2 separate regions of the Zea mays genome follow, and region 1 is linked to region 2. The links are chromatin contacts, called in public Hi-C maps. All regions are on one chromosome and are shown on one strand. The core of a region is the stretch at or near the end of the contact, and the rest is flanking DNA. Distances in the headings are between cores, read along the strand shown. Region 1 holds the start of LOC100279749. Region 2 holds the start of not1 (neighbor of tga1).

Evidence for each region. Hi-C and Micro-C count contacts between places; a contact is called where the count stands out from the background.
Region 1: a Hi-C map of ear shows a contact between it and region 2, with 4 times the contacts expected there. The contact joins the promoter of LOC100279749 here to the promoter of not1 in region 2. A contact is called at or near these places in 10 of 25 Hi-C or Micro-C datasets (bundle sheath, ear, endosperm and 4 more).

Annotation. Positions count from the first base shown.
Region 1 is chr4:47,113,786-47,119,365 of Zm-B73-REFERENCE-NAM-5.0, forward strand. It overlaps LOC100279749, which reads left to right and starts at 1,912. Exons shown (of 3, transcript NM_001152707.1): 1 at 1,912-2,361; 2 at 5,232-5,580. The coding sequence starts at 2,026. It overlaps LOC100217069, which reads left to right. Exons shown (of 4, transcript NM_001143439.1): 4 at 1-386. The coding sequence ends at 188.
Region 2 is chr4:46,924,907-46,929,819 of Zm-B73-REFERENCE-NAM-5.0, forward strand. not1 (neighbor of tga1) reads right to left here and starts at 3,353. Exons shown (of 3, transcript NM_001362260.1): 1 at 2,638-3,353; 2 at 1-46. The coding sequence starts at 3,101.

The sequences.
Region 1 (5,580 bases), core at 662-3,161, 190 kb after region 2:
CGAAGCCTGAGACATCTGGCCTGGGCCTGGAGGACAACGAGGAGGAGGAGGTTGACGAAACTGGTGTCGAGGCCAAGGATGTCGAGCTGGTGATGACTCAGGCATCTGTTTCGAGGCCCAGGGCGGTCAAGGCCCTCAAAGCTTCTAATGGAGACATCGTCACCGCCATTATGGAGCTGACTACTTAGTGTTATTTTTGTCAACCACCCCTTTCTTTTAAGCATGTATCGTATGCCATGCAGCTTGAGCGGATATCTGTGGACAACATGCTTGCTTAGATAATTTTATCATGCTTGCTTTTTCTGTCAAGGCTATTTGAACATTGTTTCGTTTTTGCTGGCTTGCTGCATAGCAACAGTTTATGTCCTATGTTTGTCCGGACATTTCCTATACCTCTATTGCTGTTACATCATTGGCGACCTGAGGACCGAGCGGGGGCTTGGTACCTGAATGGAGACGAGCTGCCCACTCGCTCCAGTGCTTTCCGAACTAAAACGTATTGTTCGCCTGCGCGGTTGTTTAATCATCATTTAGTTTGTGCGCTGTATAAGCCTGTGTCTGTTTGATAACCATTTTATCTTGTCTAATCATTAGTGTCCATTTAAACAATCGTTTAGTTCAAATAAACAGCTAAACTATAGATAACTTAGGTATGTTTAAATGTATAGGCTATCACTTCTAATAGGTAAACTAATTTTTTAGCGATATAGATGAAAAAAACATATAAAAACATTAAATTAACAAGCATATAGATCCCGGCTAATTAGTTGGTCATTCATATCTATATAAATGTCACATAAAACTTAGATAAAAATGTTAGAAAACATTCAAGTACCAAGTATGTAGCTCCCTACTCAAGTTTCTATGGATAAGTTTCTTTATCTATATCCACATCCACTATACTCTGAACGGTGGTGGTTCGTTGTAATGGAATCCCAATCGTCGGTAGGGGTGGTAATGAACGATCTAAATGTTAGAATCCTTAATAAATTTTAGTTTAAAAATAAATAAAAAACAGTGACCGTGATTTGATTTTTAAATTTTATAGCGTAAAATTTAGACCTTATTATCATCTAGTGCTCATACAAGATAGATGACGCGTATGTCATGACATCGGCCCGACCAACGAGACGTCTGCGAAAATGACAGGAAGCATGCACGGCAGCAGGGTAAAGGACGCCGCAGAAGACGCAGATGGCACAAACAGCCATTCTCCGGCGTCAAGTGGACTACCGACTGAGACCGGCGTTGGAACTTTCCCCTAGGCTCACCGTGGCTCCGGCGCCAAAGCGGCAGCTGACACCAAACGCATCGGCTTGGTGTCTCTCCCCCGGCGGGCAACACGTACGTCTCGGCGCATCCGCGTCGGCGTCGCCAATCGCGCGAGCCACTAGCTACTGCCGCGGCCGCGCACGGGGGCTGTGCCGTGCATGGCGAGTGTCGACACCCCATGGGTGAAGGCGTGCGTGAAGCCCGCACGTCGCACCAGAGGTAAAGGCTTGGCTTTGCGTGTCAACGCCCGTGTTTGTCGCCTCCTCGTCTCGCGGCGGTCTAGCCGAGTCGCCATCCCTCCACAGAGACCACATCACCACAGGGGTGTGTGGCGGGCCTACCCGCACACCCTAGCCGCCCGATCCCGACCCGACCGCCCAAACCGCGACAGCGACAGCGGAGACGAGCTCGAATCCCACGGATTTCGGCCGGTCCCCTCCGTCATTTTTGTACCCGCCACGCTGGGCCTGGGCTGCCGGCTGAGACCCACGCACGCACGCTTATCGGCATTCGGCAACCCACGAAAGAGCACAGCGACCGCCGACCGGTGCCGGAGCCTGCCGCACAACGATCCGGTCGCGCCCGTCCGTGGCCCAGAGAAGATCCCAACCCCGCCCGTCCGCCGCGGACTCCCGGGCCCGCCGCCTCGTCCGTTTTCCGAATCGGCCGCGCGGGGTACCGCGGCGCCGGGGGCCGCCCGGAGCTCCGTCCGAGTCCGTTGCCGGGAGCCAGCCAGGGCGCAACGCGAGCGCAATGGCGGAGGTGGGGAGCCGGGTGCGCGGGTTCCTGCGGAACCGGTGGCTGGTGTTCGTGGCGGCGATGTGGATGCAGTCGTGCGCCGGGGTCGGCTACCTCTTCGGCAGCCTCTCGCCGGTTATCAAGGCCTCGCTCGGCTACAACCAGCGCCAGGTCGCCGGGCTCGGCGTCGCCAAGGACCTCGGCGACAGCGTCGGCTTCCTCGCCGGCACGCTCTGCGCCGTGCTCCCGCTCTGGGCCGCGCTCCTCGTCGGCGCCGCGCAGAACCTCGTCGGCTACGGCTGGGTCTGGCTCGCCGTCACGCGCCGCGTCCCCGTGCCCCCGCTCTGGGCGGTGAGATCCCCACGCCACGTCTCCTCATTTTCTCATTGCTGTATTAATTATTATTTTTAACCGTTTCTATTTTACTACACGTTCCATGCTCATGCTGCCATCCCATTCTTTTTTTATGGGTTTTCCCCCCGTTACCCTGCTGGCCGCGGTGCGCGGTTGCGCATTGGTTGCATGTCGCGATCGCGTGTGCTCGCTCTACCAACGCTTAGACTTCCTTACATATTCTTTGATGGGGTGAATTTTTCTTGCCCGCGACTGTTGTTGATTGAATCGTGCACGATGCTTCTGTGGAATATATGTCGGAATTTTAGGTTTCCAAATGCAGTCGTCGTTGAAATTCCAAGCTTTCGGGTTTTGTATCGTAGCAGTGTCATACCATTATGTTCGGTTCGACGACACAGACATACAGTTATACAGATTTCGCTGCGGTTCAAGTTTCAGGGGTCAGGATCATACCCACGTCAAATATTCTTGCTCACATGGTTTCAGAACATATGGTGTTACCAGCGCTCGAATCATTTTTCAAACCATGCAAAAAACTGCATGCCCTCGGGCCTCGGGGTCGGGGATGCAGATTAGCACTTGGACTCCACTTGGAAAATGACAGATGGGCTAATTTCGTTTGTTTTAGTATACTGCTGTAGCTAATCTTCGACGTTTACTAATATGTGTCATATTAAAAGCACAACTGTACAGTTATTTTGGAAATGGATACTCTTATAATGCTGAACTTCTCGAAGTTGCATTGGACCTATCGTATATGGTTAGTTGTTGTGTAAGACTAAGACCGTACTTTTCTTGTCAATGTGGTCGCTATCTTGCTTTCCATGTGCCTCCAGGCTCCAGCTGTACCTTATTATCTAAAATTTCCTGTAAATCCTATGACGTCAGGGTAAATCATACAGTGATTTAACTGTGGTATCTTATTCTATTTTTCGAGAAAAAAAGATTTTATTTCACCCCAAAATCAGCGCATCTAGTTGATACACAGCCTTTGAATAATATCCCAGTCTCCGCCTAAGTGATAGGCACACAAGTTAACATTAAACATATTCTGAGCATACTCTAGTGACATTCAATCCTTATATTATATTGTCACCCATATGCCTGGGTAAATATATCTTTCACCACCTGTTCCAATCGTCGTGATACTGCTACAACCGTATCCTTGAATTCTGGATTCTAAAGGATAGCTCATGAATGGATAACCTGCAAGGGGGAGTTGTTTTTTTTCTGTTAAAAAACAATATCATTCCTGTGCAACCATACAGACCAACATGTCACTGCAGCCACAAGAGGTGGTATCTTATTCTGTTCCCTTAATTTGCATTTTGCAATCTAGAACATCAGCACTGATTACTCTGTTTATATCAAATATAGTTGATTTGTTTTAGGGGTACAAAATGTTAAATGACATCACATGATTACGTCTTTGTTAAGAAAGTACTAGAGATGTATAGCTATTATCTTATATTTTCTACAGAATGAATGTTATTCCTTAGAGCTCCAAAAGGTGTTCTTGTTCATGTTGCCACTATAACTCGTGCTATTGAAGTATTTAAGATCAAGATAAGGTTCCAGAAAAAAAAATGGTTCAGGCCAGGAACTGATATTTGCCATGCCAAATCTCCTTTTGTTTCACAAGGTTCCCTTCTGTAAAAGCTCTGGTTTAGTTAATATTATTTCAAGAAACATTATAGTCCATACCTCATGGATAGAGAGTTGATTTATTTTGCTTTTTTATTTAAGAAACCAAACTATTTCTTTTCTTGGATTAGATATGTTGTCAGGTAGATGCTAGAGATCAATACTGTTTATAACAAAACACCTCTAGTTGATTCCTACCTGTAAAGAAACATTGTGCTGTCTTGGTTGTCCTTGAGTAAAAGCAGAATAGCATATAGTTTGATTAATTTCAGTCATTTCTGCTCTTGTAAAACCTTCATCTAAAATTATGGGAGTTCGAAGCTCACTTTTTTGGGTTCATGCTCTCAAGAAAGATCCTGAGAGTCCTGCTTAGAAACAATTTCTTTCAACTGTAAGACATAAATGATAACATGCAACTTTTTTATTAGCGTGCATCCCTGTTGTTGCCTCTTGATATTTGTCATTTCCTTCATGTGTTTCACAATGCACCTTCAATATGAATTTTGCTGGTAAGCCAAAATAGCCACATGGAGTTACCTAAATTTGTTCAACTAAATAAGGAAAAGGTAATGTCTAGACTGCAAATAATTTGTCAGTAGTAAGTAGCATGCGTGTGCTACACATCTACATAACTAGTTTGTAGCAAACTGATGGCTAGTTTACTTGCCATTGGTTTTCCAGGCCGGTGTCTAATCCACCAGTATGGTAACTTGTGGCTGGCTCTCATGGTTTTGAGTCTCACTAACTGAATGATCTGCTTTTAATTTTCTGGGTTTTTTCCTGTTCTATCCCACAAGTCACAAGACAAAGATAAGGGAAAAACATATGAACTCAAGTGTGCTTTTTACCTGACGCTACGTTGTATTAACATGACATCCAACTGTGACAGTACTTTCTGGTGCAGGACCCCAAGTTCTTATTAAGGGTGGTAATGGAGCGCGATCCAAATGTTTATTCACAATTTGTTTGAGCCCTTAATTAATTTTAGTTCAAAATTGAATAGAAATAGAGTCTGATTTTAATCCGATCCAATCCTTAAATTTTATAGTTTAAAGTTTAGAGCCCATTACCATCCCTAGTTCTTATTCAGCTTTTGGCCTCCAAAACCCGGCGTTTTGCTATCACTACGTGAAGAAAATGAAATTGTTATTGACCTTTTATATTTCTTGACTTGAGTTGCCTTTATGTCGGTTGGGTACTAAGAGTTTATCATCCTTCCCCAGATGTGCATTCTAATCTTCATTGGTAACAATGGGGAGACATACTTCAACACTGCCGCACTTGTCTCGTGTGTTCAAAACTTCCCCAAGAGCCGTGGACCAATTGTTGGCATCCTCAAAGGATTCGCTGGATTAAGTGGTGCAATTCTAACGCAGATTTATGCAATTGTACACTCTCCTGATGATGCTGCACTGATTTTCATGGTTGCAGTTGGCCCAACAATGGTTGTTATAGCTTTAATGTTCATTGTAAGACCTGTTGGAGGCCACAGACAAGTGCGACCTTCTGATGGCACAAGTTTCACATTTGTATACAGTGTCTGCTTGCTGTTAGCCTCTTATCTTATGGGCG
Region 2 (4,913 bases), core at 2,103-4,602:
TCTGCAGCTGCGCTTGTCGGCGTCGAACTCCGCAAGTAAATGGAATCTAAATAACAAACAAAAACTCTTGATCAGACAAACCTTATAGGACTTCCTACCTCACGTGTATTCGATGGGATTGAAAAATTTAAAAGATTTTGACTTGGTATGGATTTAAACCCATCGAAATGAACAAGCCCATGGTTATTATTTCTTAGCAGTGTTTTGCACATTTGGTGGCAGTAGGTGTAGTGTGCCACTCTCACAGTCATATGGCCATGAACCAATGAATTATGGCCACAGGATTCTTTGAATTTGGATAATTCTGAACAAATAAGATACTGTACTCAGTTTTTTTTCTCCAATGGGGAGAAGAATAGATGGTCCTAGGTAGGTGGGCACATGATCCAGTGGTCGTATACTAAGATGCTCCTCACTGAAGAAACAGCAACATAATTATTGTCAGAATATTTAATGTACTGTGGCGCACACACATATATATGCTTGTTATAGTTAATACACAGCACGCCGGGGACCAATGTTCCCTGTCGACGATGAATCCGTACCGTACGTCCATCAGCGCTTAGAGACAGGAAAATACTGTGAGACCTGTCAAACCTTGGACCACACGATGGTATACTGTACAGCAGTTTCGTTCTCCATACGGATAAAGAAAGCTACGAAGTCTGCAATTTGCACCAAAAGACAAAGTGATCAATGATTGAGAGTTGTCCGCACACCGAGCAAGGTATTCCCGCGTAAACAGAACATGTCACCAGAGTCCAGAGCATTAGGATCGCTCCAGGAATGGTCTTATACCTACGTCCACGACAGAGCGGCGGGAGTACATAGCAATCAATACCCACCGGCTGTCTTATACCTACGTCCACGACAAAAAATAATAATAATTCCATCGCGAATAAACCGGGTATAGATTTACCCCTATATCTATACTCATATACTCATGTGGGTATGTATAGATTACTCGTACCTACAAATATTAAACATCTATCAAAATAATACATTATACAAACGTCAATGATATCAATCTAAATACTATTACAAAATTTCGAACGTCATTCAATCATCTATCCAACAACACCATGGATAATTAGATAAAGTAGCAACACTAGGATAGTACCACATAACACATTGCATGTTCCATTGTGTGGTCATCAAAATAGTCATTAAACCTTCTATGACATTATCACAAAAAAGTCAGTAAAATAGTCAAAATATATGGATGGCCGAAGCACAATAACATGTATGAATGAGGGCGAAACGTTTTATATCCCTTAGGTGAATATTTTTACCTAATAAAAAACTAATGGATAAAATATTTAGTCCATATAAATAACATCGGGTCGGGTATCGAGCCACAGGACCGTCTGCTGTCGATGAGCAAGACAAAACTGGGTATCGAGCCGCGGGACCGTCTGCAGTTGATGAGCAAGACAAAACTGGGCGCCAACACAGCGCTAGCTGTACTGTAAACTTTAAGGTCGCCAACGGTTAATGGCTACTCCACTACCCTGAGACCGAAAAAGAAATGGATGGATCGTCGTTCAGGGTAGGGATGAAATGAAAGCAGGTGTTCAGTGAACAGATGAATGCTTGTGGTGATCTCTGGAAGCTGCGTATGGATGTTCAGAGAGGTGGATGGATTTTTCGGCGATGGTTAATGAAGCCTCATGATGGTCGTAGCAGCGACCAGTTGAACACCATGTTGAGTTGCCATTGCTAGCAGCTCACAAGTAGTAACACCGTGTGTTGAGTTGCCATTGCTAGCTTAGTAGTAGATAGTAACGACGCAGATGAAAACACACAGGGACACTTCAACGTAAGACCGTAAGAAATACTCCCCAGACAATGCTTTACGTGTGTACAGGGCTACTGTAGGATACTAGCTACATCTAGATCCACGATGCAACTATCATCTTTCAGTGGGTACTGCTACGAACATTCTGCAGAGATAAGATACGACTAGCGCTACGCCGCCTTTACCTTTCATACGTACTACAGAATACGCACACAGTACGCAGGTAGTACAGACAGACAGCTGCTTTAGCAGATGTGGTAGCCAAAGCTGGGGAGTACACCCCTGTCTCGCTCAACGCGGCACGCCAAACCGTGGCGGCGGTGGCGAGCTGTGGCCGGGAAGCAATCAGCGCCGACGCCGAGGAAGAAAAAATGGCACTGGCAGAGTAGGGGCCGGGGGACATCCCGTCGCCGAAGGCCGTGAAAGAAAGAATCCGCTCGCGGAAAAGCAAGGGCAGGAGCTCACGTGTCCGTGGATCCGCCCCGTCTCCAGAGCCCAGACTTTGGCAATGGCAGCAGATGTTTAATTCGCATCAGGGCGTCAGAGAGAAGAGTGAAGGAAACGCTGCTGAGCAGTTTGCTGTGTGGGGACTGCAGGAGCAGCGACCGCAGGGAACGGAAAAGCGTAACAGCGCTACAGGAGCAAACGAAACGAAACGAACCAAATGAAGGTTTTTTTCCTTTCTTTCTTTGTTTTTCAGAAAAAAAAAAACACCAAATGAGAGAAAAAGGCAAGCCGGAAAAGGTAAAGTCGTGCATCCTTGAAACGAGACAGGGACGAGCTACACCTGCCCGGCTGCCCCCCATGGGAAAAGAAGGCGAACAAACAAGGGCTATTACCTGCTGCACTGCTGGCAGAAGCGCATCTCGCGGCCGGCCACGACGACGACGGGGGTCTTGGAGTGCGCCTCGCACACCTTGTGCCGCCGGTGGTAGTCGCGGCACTTGCTCAGGTCCGCTCTGCACCCATCCACCGCGCACGACGGGCACTGCTGCTGCTGCTGCCCGGCGGGGCGCGGCCGCTTCGTCGCCCCCGCCGCGGCCTCCCTCTCCCTGCAGGCCGTCGCCGCGCCCGCGCCGAGCTCGCACTCGCCCATCCCGCCCAGCTTCAAGTCCACAGAGCACTCGGCGGGTGCCCCTGCTCCGGGCGGGCGGCTCTCCGTCCCCGTCCCCGTGCCCGTGCCCGCCGCGGCAGTATCGGTGGCGTGGCCCTCGGACGGCCCCGCTGCTGCCGTGGCGGCCGCGTGGTCCTGCTCCAGCTCCGCGAGGTCCCACGCGCCCACCGCCTTGAGATCCCAATCCATGCCCGACGTACGCCGCACGCGCGCGCGCGCCGACGTTGCAACCGCTAGTCCTAGTCCTTGCACTCGCGCGCCCGCTGCAGCTTCCGTTCCTTCCCTCTCATTCAGCGGGCGTTTCTCTGTCGACACTACAGGCGACGAGGAGGTGGCACAGCAACAGTGAGAGCTGCAGCTGCGGCGGGCGGCTGGATCGATGGACACGAGAGGTGTGAGGTGCGATGCAGCTGCTGCCTGCTGCTTCGGAGGAGGAGGAATGGAAGGTGCGGGCGGTGTATAGATAGATAGCAAGGCAGCAGCAGGCAACAAAGCCCCTGTTTGTTTCAGCTTTTTTGAGCTTCTGGCCACCAAAAGCTGTTGTGGACTGCCAAACGCTCAGCTTTTCAGTCAGCTTCTATAAAATTCGTTTGAGTAAAAATCATTCAAAATCAACATAAACACATAATCGGTTGAGTCGTTGCAATAGTAGGAATCCGTCACTTTCTATATCCTGAGTCCTATGGACACCTTTATCTTCCTCCGCACGTAATCCTAATGATACACAGATTCTCTACACAGCCAGATTCTTCCTACAGCCAGATTCTCAGAAAAGCTGGTCAGAAAAAAGCTGAACCAAACAGGCCCAAAGATTTGCAGCAACAGAAGCGATGCCCAAGAGGCCCGGAACTGGGGGTGGAGTGGGAGCAGTCAGTACTTTGCAGACACAGACAGTTGCGACTGTAGCAAGGGAGGCAGGACGGAAACAGTGATAAATATTAAAAGTATTTTTATTTTTATATTTTTTAAAAAAATGAAATTGGAAACGGTAACTCAAGAAGTGGAAATGATATCAGTAATTCGTGGACATCAAAAACAAAACTTTGGTATAAAAATAAACGTATGGAATCTAAAATACAATTGGTAAAAATATAATATTCACCTTCAATTGACTTCAAAAATTCATACAAGTTGTATATGCACATAAAAATTAGTAATAATATATAGGTATTCAAAAAATCATGAAGGATTAAAGCATGCCTCACAAAACCATTAAAGCAATATCTCACAAATACAAGTGACAAATTGTCCCCCTAGTTCTTCTTAGTTCTCAAGTTCTCGTGCAAATTATGAATATATGTATCAACAGTAATAATTGGTAAGAAACTATAAATAAGATCAAAAAAAGGTTTCAAACAACTCTAAGGTATATTATATACTATTAGACTATAGATCTTGATTTTAGGAAAAATTATAAAATTAGTTTTATATTTTTTTCTACATTAAGATAGATTTATTATGAATTTATAAAGATTAGTTCAGATTTAAAATTTTCTGAAAAATAATGAACTTATTATCGACAGTAAAATACCGAATAAATACGGTAATTTCCGAAAAAAGTTAGAAAAGACGCAAATAGTTTTTGTTTCCAATTTTTTTTTACAGATTTCGTTTTTGTTTTCACTAGTACAATTTGGCTCAATACAAGCGGTAGTCTTTTTACATCACATGCGGTTCGGTTAGAAAACCGCCTGGGATGTCTCAGGCTATTCGGACCGCCTATGATGTATTAGTATCACAAGCGGTTTTTGTATCGGACCGCTTGTGGTTCTCTATTCTTTTCACAAACGGACCGTAATGAAAAACCGCCTGTGATTGTGATTTGATTACCATATTAATATTTTAATTTTTAACGGAAATATGAAAATACAATTTAAATGAATTAATATTTTAATTTTTAACAGAAATATGCAAATACAATTTAAATGAATTAATATTTAATTTTTAACAAAAATATGCAAATACAAATTAAATGAATTAATATTTAATTTTTAACAGAAA